Regions from separate parts of the Sus scrofa genome. Here all the other regions are linked to region 1. A link is a contact called in public Hi-C and promoter capture Hi-C data. All regions are on one chromosome and are shown on one strand. The core of a region is the stretch at or near the end of the contact, and the rest is flanking DNA. Distances in the headings are between cores, read along the strand shown.

Region 1 (2,729 bases), core at 139-2,638:
ATACATAATGTTCTATTTTTAGTCTCAAAGTCAGGACTCTAGATAGCCCATGGCAATCTCTTACACCTTTTTACTTTTGTGTACTTATTACTGGTTCCATATATTTAACACGGAAAAACGTACTTTAATTTGGAATTACCTTTTCAGTGAAGCTATCCCTCCTAGCAGTCAACTCTCCAAGAGCATAATTCTTGACAGATCTTCCTTATCCCTGTGTCTTATGCAGCATGGAATTCAACAAATACTTGTTAACTAAATGAAAACCATTCTGAAAAAGAAGCATCCACTATGCATCTGCTACTGAAGTATCTGATAAATCTTTACAGGCCATATGCAGCCTAGCAGAAATGGCAGAATTGCAAAATTTTTTTTTGGTGGGGGTGTTAAATAATAAAGGAAAATTAACTCACTTCCCAGAGGAACATCATAGAAAACGCCCCTATCCTGTACTTCAGACCTATTCAAAACTAGGTAAAATCCACTTCATCCCCCCCCTCCCCCGCCAGAGTATTTTTAAGAACCAGGTCACACATGCACAGGTCCAATACCCATTTTTTTAAATCCAAGGTATCACCTTCTCAATACACACTAACAACTCCCCACCCACCATGTGGTAGACGGTCAGTCTTGTCTTAGTTTTTCATGGTACACTAGGGTTCCAACAGAAATAATTCTTAAATATTGTGGTTTTGAGCCAAGTGGCGACTTTATTATCCAACTTCGTGGAATTGGCAGCTTGCAGTGTTAACATTCTTCCTGACTTGTACTACCTTCCCAAGAAATAATTCAAACATAAGGAGCAGATTTTTTGCTTATTATGTAATCAAAATTTTAGTATTTTAAATACACTGCATGGCACGCTGTCTACCAAGTTTCTTCGTGATAATCAATGCCCCGCAAACCACTCCAACACTAAAAAATAAAGAATAGACTTCCAAAAGGACTAACTTTTCCTGGACAGACTTTTCTTGGGGTGGAAAGCACTGAAAATAATTGTTAGGTGAAAAAAAAAATGTTTTTGGAGGAAAAATTCGTACGCCTTTTCCCCAAAGGGCCCTGAAGATCTTAAAAAACGCAAGCGCCCGAGCAGGGACCAGGGCCCCGCTCACAAGCGACGCTCCGCACGACCTCCGCTACGGCCCTGCCAAGGAGCGTCCACTCCGGCAGCTGCCCCGCTCCGGCCAAACCACCGGTCCCCAGAGGCGCGGGGCGGGCACGAGGGATCGCAGTGGGACTCAGACCTGCACAGCCCGCGGGTCGCCGCACAGCTCCACGCGTCTTCCGCTCAGCCCGAGCCGGAGGCGCGCACCCGGCCCCGGTAGCAACTGGGAGCGGCGGAGCGCTTTCCGGGCGACACCAGAGGGAGGAGCCCGACCGTTGCCAAGGCGGTTGCTAGGGCCGGGCTCAGCCAGCCCTGAGGGCGAAGGTAACGGGTGGGGAGGACCGCGGGGCGGGGTTAGACGGGAAGTCCCGCCTCAGCCTCTGCGCGAGTCTGTGGTGTTGCCCTTTTCCGGAGAGAGGAGTTGGAACAGCTGGCCTTGACAGGGTAAGGATGGGCCTTAAGACCCCTGCCAGCCCTCCGCTGAGCTCCCTTCTACGAACTGGCCGGGACCGCCAAAGTGCGATGCGGTTCTCGAAATGTACGGTCAAGGTGTAGTTGCAGTAAGTTGTGAAACATGCGGTTCCTACAGAACTTTCCCATTTCCAATATCCCAAATATTTTAATCGTGGGAACTTTGTTCTATTACTTTTTTTTAAATGACTGTCAGGAGAAATATTTTGTGCGCTGAGTAGTAATGAAAGCTATTAGAGAAATTATATATCTTGATGATTTTGTTTGCTAAACTACACACTCATGTAGAGTTGCACTACTTTGTTCACTTTTCCCGTTTGAAATTAAGCATAATATGTGGATAGATTATTAAGCCATCTTCCCTTGCCCCAACCTAAAGAAAATCCAAACAGAATGAATGCGTGTTAACAATCGTGAGATGTGGAAAAAGTGGCCAGGTATTGAGCAATGTATTGAATACTGTGAATTTAGCAACTGAGAGAGAAAAAGACAGAACCTTGACTTAGAGGACCTTAAAGATATCGTTACACAGTACAGAAGACACAGTATGACTAGTAAATTACACGAATTTCAGAAGAGCTCAGAGTGGAGTAGTCAGTGAAGGCTTATTGACTGGACTTGTGTAAAGCCTTGAAGAATAATTGTGGCTTAGGGCTGTGTTGTTCAGAGTTATTCAGTGTGGGTACCACTGGTGGGGAAGTCCCATTTCTGAGCAAGGAAATCTATTTAGTCACAACTACACTTTTTAAAAATTGAGATGGTCTACTGTGGAAATATCCATGCATGGTACTTGGTAAAGTTAAGTATTACTTTATGGAGTTTTAAATTATATATATGCATGAATGTGTGCACTAGGTCATGTTTATAAAATGTATTTCTCATTGTGTGTTTCTCTTTTAGAAAATTTGAAAGTCACTGCTTTAGGGGGAAAGACTAATAGCAATAGCAAAGTCTCCAAGCCAAGAATAAGTAATTCACACCTTTATCTTTTTTAACTACTTTAATTCAAGTGCACGGATTAAAAAAGCAAATCATTCTGTTTATTAATCAGAGTATCAGGTTATAATAGCTATGTAATAAATTATTCAAAAATATGGCTTTAGTTCAGTAGAGCACAGCGGAACAAATTTTTTTCTGATAAAAGTCAGCTGGGAAA
Region 2 (2,729 bases), core at 60-2,559, 490 kb after region 1:
ACATGCATATACACTTAGAAGAGGTACTAAAATTAAATAAATGGAAAATCTCTACACACAAATATAAATGTTTCTCCTTAGAAATGTTTTCTGCTGCCGGCCTTGATATAAGTCTTAGTGATCCAAGTTAGCTCCTTTCACCAGGTCAAAATATAGTATCAACTACAGTTAGATGCTCCACAGACCACCTCTTCTTGGAGTCCTATTCAAATAAAACCAGACTAACAAGCCAGACTAACTGAAAAGGCAATGCAAGTCTTTACTGATGTCTCCTGAAGCATAACAATGCAAACTTCTTAAAATTGTCTTCCAGTTGTAAGTCTCCACTCCAGGCCATCAAATAGTAGCCTCTACTCTCTTTCTTCACTTAGTGTAATTTTGCTTATATAACTTTTTATTTTTCTTCCTTACTCTGGAAATGACCAGCAAGTAAGAACTCTTAGGGAGAAAAGTATGTGTAGAGGGTGCCTCTGAGGAGATGCCCAGAGGCAATCTGCCCTCTTACCAAGTGTCCAATTTCATGGCAGTCTCTTTCTTCAAGGAACTATTGAACTAGAGATAAAATCAACAGTCAAGTACAACGAAAAAAGTAACATACCAGAGTTGGTGTGTTACCTGTGGGTGGTGGGATACAGGCTTGGTAAAATTAGGGATAGAGATAGAGAAGATCTGCCTAAAGGTGGACCTGGACCTTGGACTATGAATTATTTATTCAGTATTTATGTAGCCTCTTGACTTGGTTTCTCACTGGTGGTCAATCTGTGGTATTTTCTTCTACAGTCAAGACTCCCTGTAACTGGATAACATAAGGAAGGATCATATGTACAGTGGGCATCTAAAAATTCTTCCAAAATCACTAAGAGGCAATTTGAGATAAGGATGGTCCCTGAAGACTGGAACCTGAGTGTCCTGGGTCCCAAGTGGCCCCACATTCCTCTAGTTTAATAATCCACTATTCAATATTCTTTGATAGCCTATATGGGAAAAGAATCTGAGAAAGAATGGATATGTGGGTATATACAAATGAATCACTTTGTTGGACAGCAGAAATTATCACACTATAAATCAAATATATGTCAATAAAACTATAAAATGAAAAAAATTGAATATATTAAAGAAAAAAAACCCAAACGGTACGGAGGGGCAGTTGAGGGGAAATTTAGTCCAGGCAAAGCACAGAGCTGTTGGGAACACCTGCTGCTGGGAATATCCAGCCTCCAGATTGGCCAGCTCGTGTTAGGTTAGCGCCTGCTCAGGCCGCGTGCGGTCACTCCGCCCACTGCCCCCTTCGGCCCCACCCCCTCCTTCCATTTTGCGTACCTCCATTTCCGACTACGCCTCTCGCCCATTTGGACCCTCCTCGGCTTCCGTTCCAGATGATCCCTCCCAGAGGTTGAGGCTGCCTCCTCCTTCTTCTGGAGCTAGAGCCACCTCCCCGGCCAGTGGCGTAGCCGGACTCTGCGTCGGGGCCAGCTAGATAGGGGCGGAGGTCCGGAGCCCGGTCTGGACTCGAGCGGAGGGCCATGGAGAAAGCGGCCCCAGGCGCTTTCCACACCGACTAACGTGGGCCCGTTCCGGCTGTAGGCGCCATGGACCGAGCCCCCGCAGACCAGGTAGGCAGGCTTGGGCCGCCCGGGCCGGGCCGGGGTCTGGGGGTTGTTGCTAACTCCGGGGCGGGCCCTGGGCTCCGAGCGCGGCCCAGGACGACAGGAGCCCTCGGGTTACTGCTGGTGCAGACCTCCTTACCCCGGATCCTGTCGGCGCCCTCCTCTCTTGCATTGTTCCAGAGGCTCTCTCAAGCTTGGGGGCTTTTTCATTTCAGATACCCCCTGCCCCCCGGGCTGGGGACTCGCTCTTGCCCCTCCTCTTTGGCCTGGTAAAAGGGGCCAGAAGACTTCCAAGTAGTCCGTGGTCTCCGAAGAGGAGGGTTTGTAACTTCCAACGAAATACACCCCCCCCTCCCCCGCCAAACTCCATTCCCTTCAGTTCTGGAATGTATTTTCAAGGTGGAAAGGTTTTTGAAGGCTTCTCAGGAAAACTGTCAGAGAATGTGTGATAACTACAGATGAAGGGGGGTTACAGGCTTTTTAAGATTTATGTTCCCTTGAGCGAGGCATGGTTTTTGCAATGGTATTAGGGAGGTTTTTCCTTTTAGATATGAAATACTACGGTTTCTCTTTGCCCTTTAGCCAGGTATTTTGCAGAAGTTAGTTTTTTAAAAAACAGATTTTATATTTTAAAGGTGTAGGACCCCCAGCACGAATTCATTTCCGAGCCCGTTTTCATATTCCCGCATTAGTCCCATTAGTGTTTTTCATTACATCAAATTCCTGATTATCCAAACTAGCAGGTGCTGGAAGGCTGTGTCAAAAATAATCTAAAATAATTGTTTTCTGCCCCTCCAAAAGTTTCAGTATTTTCCACTCTTGAGACCTGTTTGAAACAATTTGATGAAGTCGAAGTTTACCTACTATCCATTCCCCTTTTCAGTGAAAGAAGGCCTTGTGACGAACTAGGCAAAAAAGATGAGGAAAAAAGGCTATTGATTTGCCTAATTACTTTGCAAATGGATAATTAACACCTGAATAATGAAACAAGATTTCCCAACTTCTGTATCTGTATAAATGTAGCTAGTCAGAGCCAGTTTTGATTTTGAAATACTGCTCTTTTAGCAGGCAAAGGGCAGCTTCCTGGTTGTGTATATTTGTTGTTGTTGTTGTTGTTTTTAA
Region 3 (2,729 bases), core at 67-2,566, 410 kb before region 1:
GGCTCTTTTCACCAGATGAAGAATGTCCTAAGAGGGTGAGTGAGTTTACTGATCAGAAGGGAGGCTAGAGACTGACTCCTTGTTTCTGACTCATTTACCAGGAAACACATACCATTTGGGAGAACACATGACTCCATGCAACATAGCTTTTGTGGGCAACTCTTAAAACTTCTCTGAGCCTCGATTTTCTCATCTGTAAAATGATGCTGAAGTGGTAACAGCTCGCTGGAATTTTTTGAAGATTACATGAGATTATGCATGTTCAGTGCTCAGTCCAGTGCTTGGCATATGTCAGGAGACAACCCCTGTTAGCTAGTGTCATTTTATGATACAAGAGACACCATTACACACAAACTAAATTTTCCTTTCTGTGTCTAAGCCTTGGTGACACATGAGTCGTACTCATTTCCTTTGACCATAACAGTGTTGCGTCTTCAACTTGGCCCTCTTAAAACTTTCTAAGTATGCTCCCTACTTGTGAAAAGAGAATCTTTACAATATTTACTTCCCATATTTACTTTGTATATCTGTAATTATAATGTTTATGTGTGTATGTATTCATAGAAATGTACATTTGTATGTGTGTGAATACATATGTGCATTAAATATTAGTAACTTTACATTTTGAAATCTTTGTTAAAATATGTATGGAAATTCTTAATTTATTTTTCTGATAGCTTGAAGGACTGTTTTGGACATCCCCTGGGGGACAGGTGTTTAGTGGTCTCATAGGTAGGGTCATCTTGAAGGTACATGAAGCAGGCATCTTCTTGTCAGGCAAGGTGTTCCTACTCTATTGCTCACTGTTTTCTTCATAGCACTGATCACTTACTTAAATTGTGTCATCAGTGTACAAGTTTATCATCTGCTTATTCCTGCCTCTCTTCCTACAACTAAAGTGCAGGGTCAGGTCTTTGCTTATTCACCTCTATAGTTCTGGCTCAATGACGCATTGCATGACACATAGAAGACCCTTAGATGAATGAATAGGTGAACATTGGGGGAAATGTGCCCTCTGCTCTCTCCCCTGCCACAAATGTTTTTGCTTATGGTGGGGAGCCCAGGCACAGGAGAATGTTATGATGATGATGGTGGTATTGGTGATAATGAATGTAACCAGTGTTTATTGATGACTCTCTGTAAAGCCCCTTCTGTGGGTTGAGTGTTATCACTTCTCGATTCCTCCCAACTGTGAATGCTGTGGATTCCTCACTGAGCAACCTTGACTCATACTGAGGAGCTGTGGTTCTGCCTGGTACCAGTGAGGCGCCAGATGTCCAATCTCCAGGCCAGCTTGTCCCATACATGCATTTTTTTGGGATCTTTGCATAAACATGGGCGTGTCACATATTTCCTGCATGGTGCAAATGCCTTTAGACCACTTCCTTTTTAATGCAAGTAGTCTGTGGACAGTCTCTTTTTTGGTTTTCATTTTATGGTTTAGAGATAATCTCTTCCCTAAAAGTCAGGGCTATTTTTCTCTTTAGAATCCAACTTGTACTATAATAGTACTCTATCTGCTGCCTCTCTGGTAAGAAAAATAGCCTCTCCCACCCAAGATCCTGACAGTTACTTTTTATAGCTGTTACAACATAAAAATATTTCATCAAATGTGGGGAGATCTTTTGCTAGTGCTGAAACTTTGGTAATCATTGCGAAAGCTCCTGGGGTTTGGCCTGTGGGATTCATAGACGCAGGCAGTGTCCCCAGACAACCGCCAACTGCATTTAGGCTCAGCCGTCCATGACTCACTCTTTAAGGCAAATATAGAAATAAAAGTAAACTATTATATAAAAACACAAACTAATCTTGTGTATATTATTAACCCTCTTACTTGAGATTTGATTTGTTGGGTATAAAAGAAAAATCAACTCAAACTGACTTAGACAATACTATAAATGGACAGATCATATAACTAAAAAGCCAGAGGTATGACTAGCCTCAGGAGAAGCTTGGACTAGTTTATTTCTCTGCATTTCTTGGCCCTGCATCTTCAGTGTAAGAATTATTCTTGGCAGCTTCATCCACTCTTGGTTCTGAGATGCTGTCGGTGACCCTTAGGACTACTTGCTTCCTAGGTTGGAATCCAGTAAGAGGGAGAAAACTTATGTCTCCAGCAAATTCCCAGAACTGATAAAATGACTATTATTAAGACCTTAATCATGTGACATGTGTCATGTGCTAATCCCTGAATTCAAAGTATATTTAGGAGGATGGGCCATATAGTTGGTTTAAGCTCATCTGGGCCTGACCCTGGAGTTATGGATGGGAGTTGAGTTTACAGATCACAGGACTAAGAAATTTGGAGCATTGTCAGCTGAGGGGAAGGGGAAAATAGTCAAATATCTGTTACATCTGGCATTGAAATAGGACTTGTTTGAGAGCATTGAGGTTGCTTGGTATTTATTTTTTGTAGCTTATGTGTCTTGTACTCTTCAAATATTAGGGTTTGTTTACATTTCTGGTTGTGGTGGCCATTGGTGATATCCATTACTGTTTCTGGCTTTCTGCCTTTTGGACACATGTTACTCTTTTTGGTCAATGAGTTGTGAGAGTGTGGGTTGAAGCATTAAGTTGTAGGTGTGAGACTCTTCAGAGCTTTCTCTTTCCCTCTAGTATTGCAGCTGGAAGCATCTGAGATAGTGGCAGTTCCCTTGTGAGTAACTATGATGAGCAGAGTCCCTCTGCTGGCTCATCCTGGACAAGTAACATGCTTAAAAAATAAACTC
Region 4 (2,729 bases), core at 85-2,584, 400 kb after region 1:
TTTCTTAAGAAAGAACAATGACAAAAATAATAACTCCAGAATTTAAAACAGTGTTATTGTTACAATATTCAAAATGTGTAGCAATAATAGCATGTTTAAGTAAGTTATGGTGCATTGGTACATTCAATGAAGGGACTATTATTCCACAATTTAAAAAGTCATCGTTGGAGTTCCTGCTGTAGGCAGTGAGTTAAGAATCTCACTTAAGTGGCTCTGATTGTTGCAGAGGTGTGATTTGGGTCCCCAACCTGGCACGGTGAGTTAAAAGGATCCAGCTTTACTGCAGCTGTGGAGTTGGTCTCAGCTGAGGCTGAGATTCAATCCCTAGCCCAGGCACTTCCATATGCTGAGGGTGCGGCCATAAAATTAAAAAAAGAAAAAAGAAGGGAGGGAGGGAAGGAGGGAAAAAAATAAAATAATCATTGTCAACAATATATTGCATACATTTTGCTATGCGGTTACATAACTAGGTGCAAAAAGAATCCGAAATTTTATCTGTGCTATATAAAATTTATGGATTCAAGTGAACAGAACTGGAAGTTTGTAAGTAAAGCGTTATTTGAAAAGCAGTTTTTTCCCTTATTTCATTTCTTTATTTCGAATTCTACTAACGATGGTGTGTAACAATAATGCATTTTTTTAAAAAGTCCTTAGCTTTTACCTTAATTCGGTCCCACAGGCAGTAAAGGTCAGTTCATAATTTGCTGAACAACTGAATAAGACCTAAGGTACCTCAACTGATTAATGCTTAACTAATTTGAGATAGCCACAGAACCGTTTTGTCGACTACAGATATAACAAACATTACGTGTAAACCATGTTGCTGAAAGGTCTCCCAACATCCCAGGACCAAAATGTGTGAGTTAAATGCACGACGACAAACATGGCAAAAAAAAAAAAATACTACCTGTCACATGGGATGGGCATGTCGGGATTTTTCTCCGTGAAAGGTTTTTGATCCCAAGCTGCCTCTTACTTTCACCAAAAAGAAATGGTTCCAGAGTCCCAGGCAAGGAAGGAGACTGTTCCCTTGCCCAGGAGGCTGAAAACCGCTCCTTGTGAGCAGAAGGCTTCCTAAGTCCTCCAGTACTCTTCGATTCCCTAGTTGCTAGGTTTACTTGCTAAGGCACCAACCGTCTCGCAGGAAGAGGGGGACGGTGCACTAGCTTTTGGCGTCGTAGCGAATCCTCTCTAAACGGAGCTAATTTGTTCCGGGAGGAAACATTCAGCTCCTCTAAGAGCGACGGGAAGGAAAGGAGAGGCTGGGAGTGACGCCACTGAACCGCGGAGGATTGTGGGAGGAGGTTGTCGCCAATTTCCCCTCCCCCTCCCCCCTCCCAGCCAAGATGTCTGACATGGAGGATGATTTCATGTGCGATGATGAGGAGGACTACGACTTGGTGAGGCGCAGGGGACAGAACTCTGGGGTTGGAAGTGGTTTCTTGCTTTAGAGGCCGAGGCAGGGGCGACCGCCGCTTCTCCCCGTAGAACATGTGCTCCTTCCAGCCTCTCCCGGAGCAGTGACAGGACGAGTTTACCTCCTCCCACTTCGCGCACCGGGCCGGGGCCCTGCTTCTCCCGCATGGGGGAGGGGAAGGTAAAGGAGGCAGTGAAGAGGGTCCCGAGCGTTGTGTTCCCAAGTCCGAGCGCCAACTCGGTTTACATGGGCACTCCTGACCTCCGGCGTCCGGTTATCGGTGTCTCCTCCTTCCTGCCTCCCGCGCAAGCCGCCTTGGGGACCATGCAGCGGTTTAGGCCCCGGCTCTGCCCTTTTGGGCTCAGCATTCTCGGCCCCTCTAATTCACACTTGAAGTGAGCGAATGCGAAATGCTAGGGGAAGGGTCCGAAAACTAGGGGCCTTACTACTCCCAGGCCTGACAGCCAAACACCACTCTGAGCCTCCTGTAAACAGAGCTTAGGTTAGTCTTGTCCAGGGTGCGTTTTGGTTTAAGGTGAAGGTGCAGTGGAGAATTGAGAGCAAGGCTAGCTTAAAAATAATAGTTTAGCTACTTGTTTTGTTTTAAGAAAACAGTTGGGCAGGAGGTTTTGCTTTTTGTTTGAGGCTTTTGGGGGCAGGGAGGGGAAGGGGTATAAGGGGGTTGACCCAATGGCTTTTTTCTTTATTTAGAAATTTCCCAATATTCAAAGTTAAAAGTATCAACAGTGGAGAAATAAACGAATTTATGTTGCTGAATGGTTGTTTTTAAAGATTCAAGGTTTAATTTATGAACGGATTTACGGGGTGATTTTTTTTAATTCACTATGGGGTATTTCAAGTTGATAATCAAAAATATTATCTGTGTGGGAACTAAGAAAAATGATCTCGACCAAGAATTAGCATCACCTTGGCTTTGCTTTTTATTTGGGGGACGTTTTTCTGCATGATTCTTGTATATTATGGTGATGCCTGCATTATCAAAAAATTATGAAATAGATACTTAGGGAAGTCTGGCCCATAAGGCCAGAGTCTCAAGATGTTAATATATCGTTTTGAAGTAGTGTAAATCTTTTTATAGGCATTTGCAATACTTTCCCTTTAAGAAGAAAACACATTTGGAAGGGGGAGAGGAAGGAGATGCTTGCTATTACCTAAAATTTGTAGTAGAGGTTTTGGTAATTCTTAAAGTTAAACGTAGAGTTATGCTGGTAGTTATGATTTCTGCCTTAGATTTTAGTTTGTGCAAACAGGCCAGTTTTAGGCAGTGCCTGAAGTCCATTAAGAATGTTGC
Region 5 (2,729 bases), core at 60-2,559, 270 kb before region 1:
TGTTGGAATGAGCAGGCTTCACAAATGCAAATGACTCCAGGGCCAGACAGATAATATTAGTTGTGTGGTCTGGGCTGTACAAGTCTTAGGGAGTGGTGGGGACTTTGGCGAAGGTGGACATCATGTTGTCTGTAAATTCACACAGATTGTTTTTAAGTGCTGTACAGGCCAAACAAAATACACCTTGTTCCTAATTCCCAATTCTAGTCATCCAGGCAAAACCTTTATTAAGTTTAGTTTCCATCACAAATTGTAAAATGTTAGAGCACCAAGTAATATTAGAGACCTTCCTAGTATGCACCGGTGCAGTTGCCCAAGTTTTCTTAATGTTATCAACCAGTATGATTGGCTGGTACCATTCCCCTAGATGCTAATAAAGATGCTGGTTCAGGTGTTGAGTATCTTATAGGTCACACAGGTATTAAGGGATAGAACTGGAGTTTGACATCAAAATTTCCTGTATTTTCTCCCTTTCTCCACTATAGGCAGGTTATTAATGTCCCTTAACTGCTGCTCTGGCACTGTATCTTTGTCCCAACCCAGAGGTCACCTGTGGCTAACTCTATGTGTCAGACTGTTTGATATAGAAGACAGAGAACTAGGAATTAGAAGACCTGGGTTCTAGCCTGGGTCTGTAACTGGCTAATCAAAGTGGCTAGAGATCAGATAACTCAACTGTGGGCATATGAGAGTCAGAGGGAGACCTTGGTCCTGAACCCAGATCTCCCTATTTCAAACTCAATGCTCCTATCAAAGTCAAAATTGCATTCTTCTAAACATGATGTCATGGTTTCAATCCATTTCCTAATGGATCCTTTTAATATTTGAATATAGAGTGCCTCAAGAAGACAGGCAAAAATAATTCTTTTTTGTACCATCCCTTTTTTTTTATAGATTGCATGTAAGCCAGCATGGGTTTAACTGCGCTTTGCTGTGCTCATAGTGGCATGGGGTTATGAGTGCCAAGGTTGCCTCAACCATTAATGCGCTTCTGCACGCCAACACTGTAAAGACTCCCCTTCATTACAGAGCTTGGAAAAAACAGGCACTCTTTTGTTTTAGCATTTGTTACTTGTATTCTGTGGTAAAGCAGTGTGTGTTACGCCTGCAAAAATGTATAGTTCATATTCCTCGAAGGAAGTTATATGTAGCTTTTTCCCTCCTAATAAATAGTTTTGCAAGAACCAGCTAGTGTTTGAAGAGCTAAGTTCCAGGGAAAAAAAGAAATGGCAGTTATAGAGCATGGGCAAAGGTCTGAAAACGCACGAGCCCACTCTGGTGAGGAGGGTTGGCCTGAACGGAGGGAGTGTGGTGGGAATATAAGCAGAGCTGGAAACACCGTCCCTTTTCTGCCTGGAAAAGGGTTCATATGAGATCTTAGGAAGACAGTTGAGGGGAAAAAAAAATCCTAAGTAAATAGAATTTCAGCCAATACTTTCATGAACTTCACCCTTCTTTGGAATGTTTTCATTCTCTGGGGGAAAACAGAGTTTGAGTCATTTCTTCAGTGAGCGAGAACTTTACTAAAAAGGAAACCTTAGGAGATGCGTGCCCTTTGGTGCTTCCTGAGGACCTCGTTTATGAGCTGTGCCACACTGTCAGAGAAATGTTCACTGTGGAAGAACTTGTCTCCCTTGCTTTCTTCATTATATGGGACTGTAAATTTTCATGACTATGAGGAGAGTTCCCTAACATGGATATCTGATGCAAAAGCCCCGTATCTCCCCCTTAAAGCAATGATTTTTCATGTCTACTCTCCCCACCTCCCCACCCTAACTCCCTAAATTTCACACATAGCACTCTGACTTTATAAATCTTTTTCTTTGATTCTGCAAACTGATGGCTAAACATATAATTATCCCTGGAGCCAACAGCATGTAACCTCTGGGTTCCTTGGGTTCCTAAATGCAGGCTGTGATTTTGGTCCTGAACAGCAGAAGGAGATGTTGAGCCAGAAGATAAGTGGTTTTTGTTTTTGTTGTTTAAACTTAGCTTGTAAACAATTAGTGTTACATTTTCAAATAATTAGAAAGCTGAGGGCTAACATGCTTGTTTTTGTACCATGAACATTCTCTTATTTCAGAAGAGCCACAGCAGAAAAACCATTGAAACAAATGTTTTTCTCCAGAGGATAAGCCTTTGGGAAGCAGCTTCATTTTGCTATAAGCCAGAATCCCCATTTTCTGGCCTGTCTCTGACTCCCATTCTCTCCTGGGCACTCGTTTTGTATATGCGAGTTGTGACCTAAAGTGTTGGAGGTTGGCTTTGGCCCTCATCTTTGGGAACACCGACTAGATTGTGGGGTTCCCTGGTTGTGATCAAAAGATGTGCAGTCATGTCAGCTTGCCCTACGTTACTTCAAAGCCTGTCATCCAGGGGGTTCTGAGAGGAAATTTTCCTTTCTGTAGAGGCGTCCTCTTTCCATTTTAAAGAGAAAAGGCCACTTTGAAGGGTGTTAAGTCACCATACAATCTTTCCCTTAAGCAGCAGAGTTGGATGAGGTGCTGGCAGCATTATACGGCTGCTGACTAGCTTTAGGGCACTGGAAGGGGGGCTCCATTTGGAACTTTCCTTTACTCTTTGGTGTCTGTAGTTTCTTTCCCAGAAGATTTATTCTATTGTTTGAGTTGATGAGTATAATTTTGACTTGAAATATTCCATTATATTGTAATGACTATGCCAATTCAGTAAATGTCACCATTTGTTTTTATTGCCAAATTTTTAAAAGA

Evidence for each region. Promoter capture Hi-C pulls out the DNA fragments that hold promoters and counts their contacts. Hi-C and Micro-C count contacts between places; a contact is called where the count stands out from the background.
Region 2: a contact with region 1 is called in a promoter capture Hi-C map of liver, with 5 times the contacts expected there. The contact joins the promoter of SECISBP2L here to the promoter of DTWD1 in region 1. A contact is called at or near these places in 1 of 5 promoter capture datasets (liver) and 1 of 2 datasets of contacts at active chromatin or transcription factors (alveolar macrophages).
Region 3: a Hi-C map of subcutaneous adipose tissue shows a contact between it and region 1, with 2.7 times the contacts expected there. The contact joins the enhancer-like site here to the promoter of DTWD1 in region 1. A contact is called at or near these places in 2 of 47 Hi-C or Micro-C datasets (embryonic fibroblasts and subcutaneous adipose tissue) and 2 of 2 datasets of contacts at active chromatin or transcription factors (alveolar macrophages and skeletal muscle).
Region 4: a contact with region 1 is called in a promoter capture Hi-C map of liver, with 11 times the contacts expected there. The contact joins the promoter of COPS2 here to the promoter of DTWD1 in region 1. A contact is called at or near these places in 2 of 5 promoter capture datasets (fetal liver and liver), 2 of 47 Hi-C or Micro-C datasets (liver and skeletal muscle) and 1 of 2 datasets of contacts at active chromatin or transcription factors (skeletal muscle).
Region 5: a Hi-C map of embryonic fibroblasts shows a contact between it and region 1, with 2.2 times the contacts expected there. The contact joins the enhancer-like site here to the promoter of DTWD1 in region 1. A contact is called at or near these places in 5 of 47 Hi-C or Micro-C datasets (alveolar macrophages, embryonic fibroblasts, mesenteric adipose tissue and 2 more) and 1 of 2 datasets of contacts at active chromatin or transcription factors (skeletal muscle).

Annotation. Positions count from the first base shown.
Region 1 is chr1:122,137,934-122,140,662 of Sscrofa11.1, forward strand. DTWD1 (DTW domain-containing protein 1) reads right to left here and starts at 1,389. Exons shown (of 5, transcript XM_021073763.1): 1 at 1,242-1,389; 2 at 140-217. It overlaps FAM227B (protein FAM227B), which reads left to right and starts at 1,410. Exons shown (of 16, transcript XM_021073744.1): 1 at 1,410-1,546.
Region 2 is chr1:122,632,319-122,635,047 of Sscrofa11.1, forward strand. SECISBP2L (SECIS binding protein 2 like) reads left to right here and starts at 1,310. Exons shown (of 18, transcript NM_001206341.1): 1 at 1,310-1,613. The coding sequence starts at 1,590.
Region 3 is chr1:121,723,960-121,726,688 of Sscrofa11.1, forward strand. The region is part of intron 3 of ATP8B4 (probable phospholipid-transporting ATPase IM); the gene reads left to right. Among named protein-coding and RNA genes, the nearest start is that of ATP8B4, 96 kb to the left of the region's middle. Within about 2 kb of position 1,317, at least 21 of the 83 cell types and tissues checked have an H3K27ac peak or open chromatin away from gene starts, as enhancers often do. A contact at or near this core is called in alveolar macrophages, embryonic fibroblasts and subcutaneous adipose tissue, where this site is marked.
Region 4 is chr1:122,541,081-122,543,809 of Sscrofa11.1, forward strand. COPS2 (COP9 signalosome subunit 2) reads left to right here and starts at 1,335. Exons shown (of 13, transcript NM_001105301.1): 1 at 1,335-1,400. The coding sequence starts at 1,347. GALK2 (N-acetylgalactosamine kinase) reads right to left here and starts at 1,207. Exons shown (of 11, transcript XM_003121519.6): 1 at 908-1,207.
Region 5 is chr1:121,865,397-121,868,125 of Sscrofa11.1, forward strand. The region is part of intron 20 of ATP8B4 (probable phospholipid-transporting ATPase IM); the gene reads left to right. Among named protein-coding and RNA genes, the nearest start is that of ATP8B4, 240 kb to the left of the region's middle. Within about 2 kb of position 1,310, at least 13 of the 83 cell types and tissues checked have an H3K27ac peak or open chromatin away from gene starts, as enhancers often do. A contact at or near this core is called in embryonic fibroblasts, mesenteric adipose tissue, retroperitoneal adipose tissue and 1 more, where this site is marked.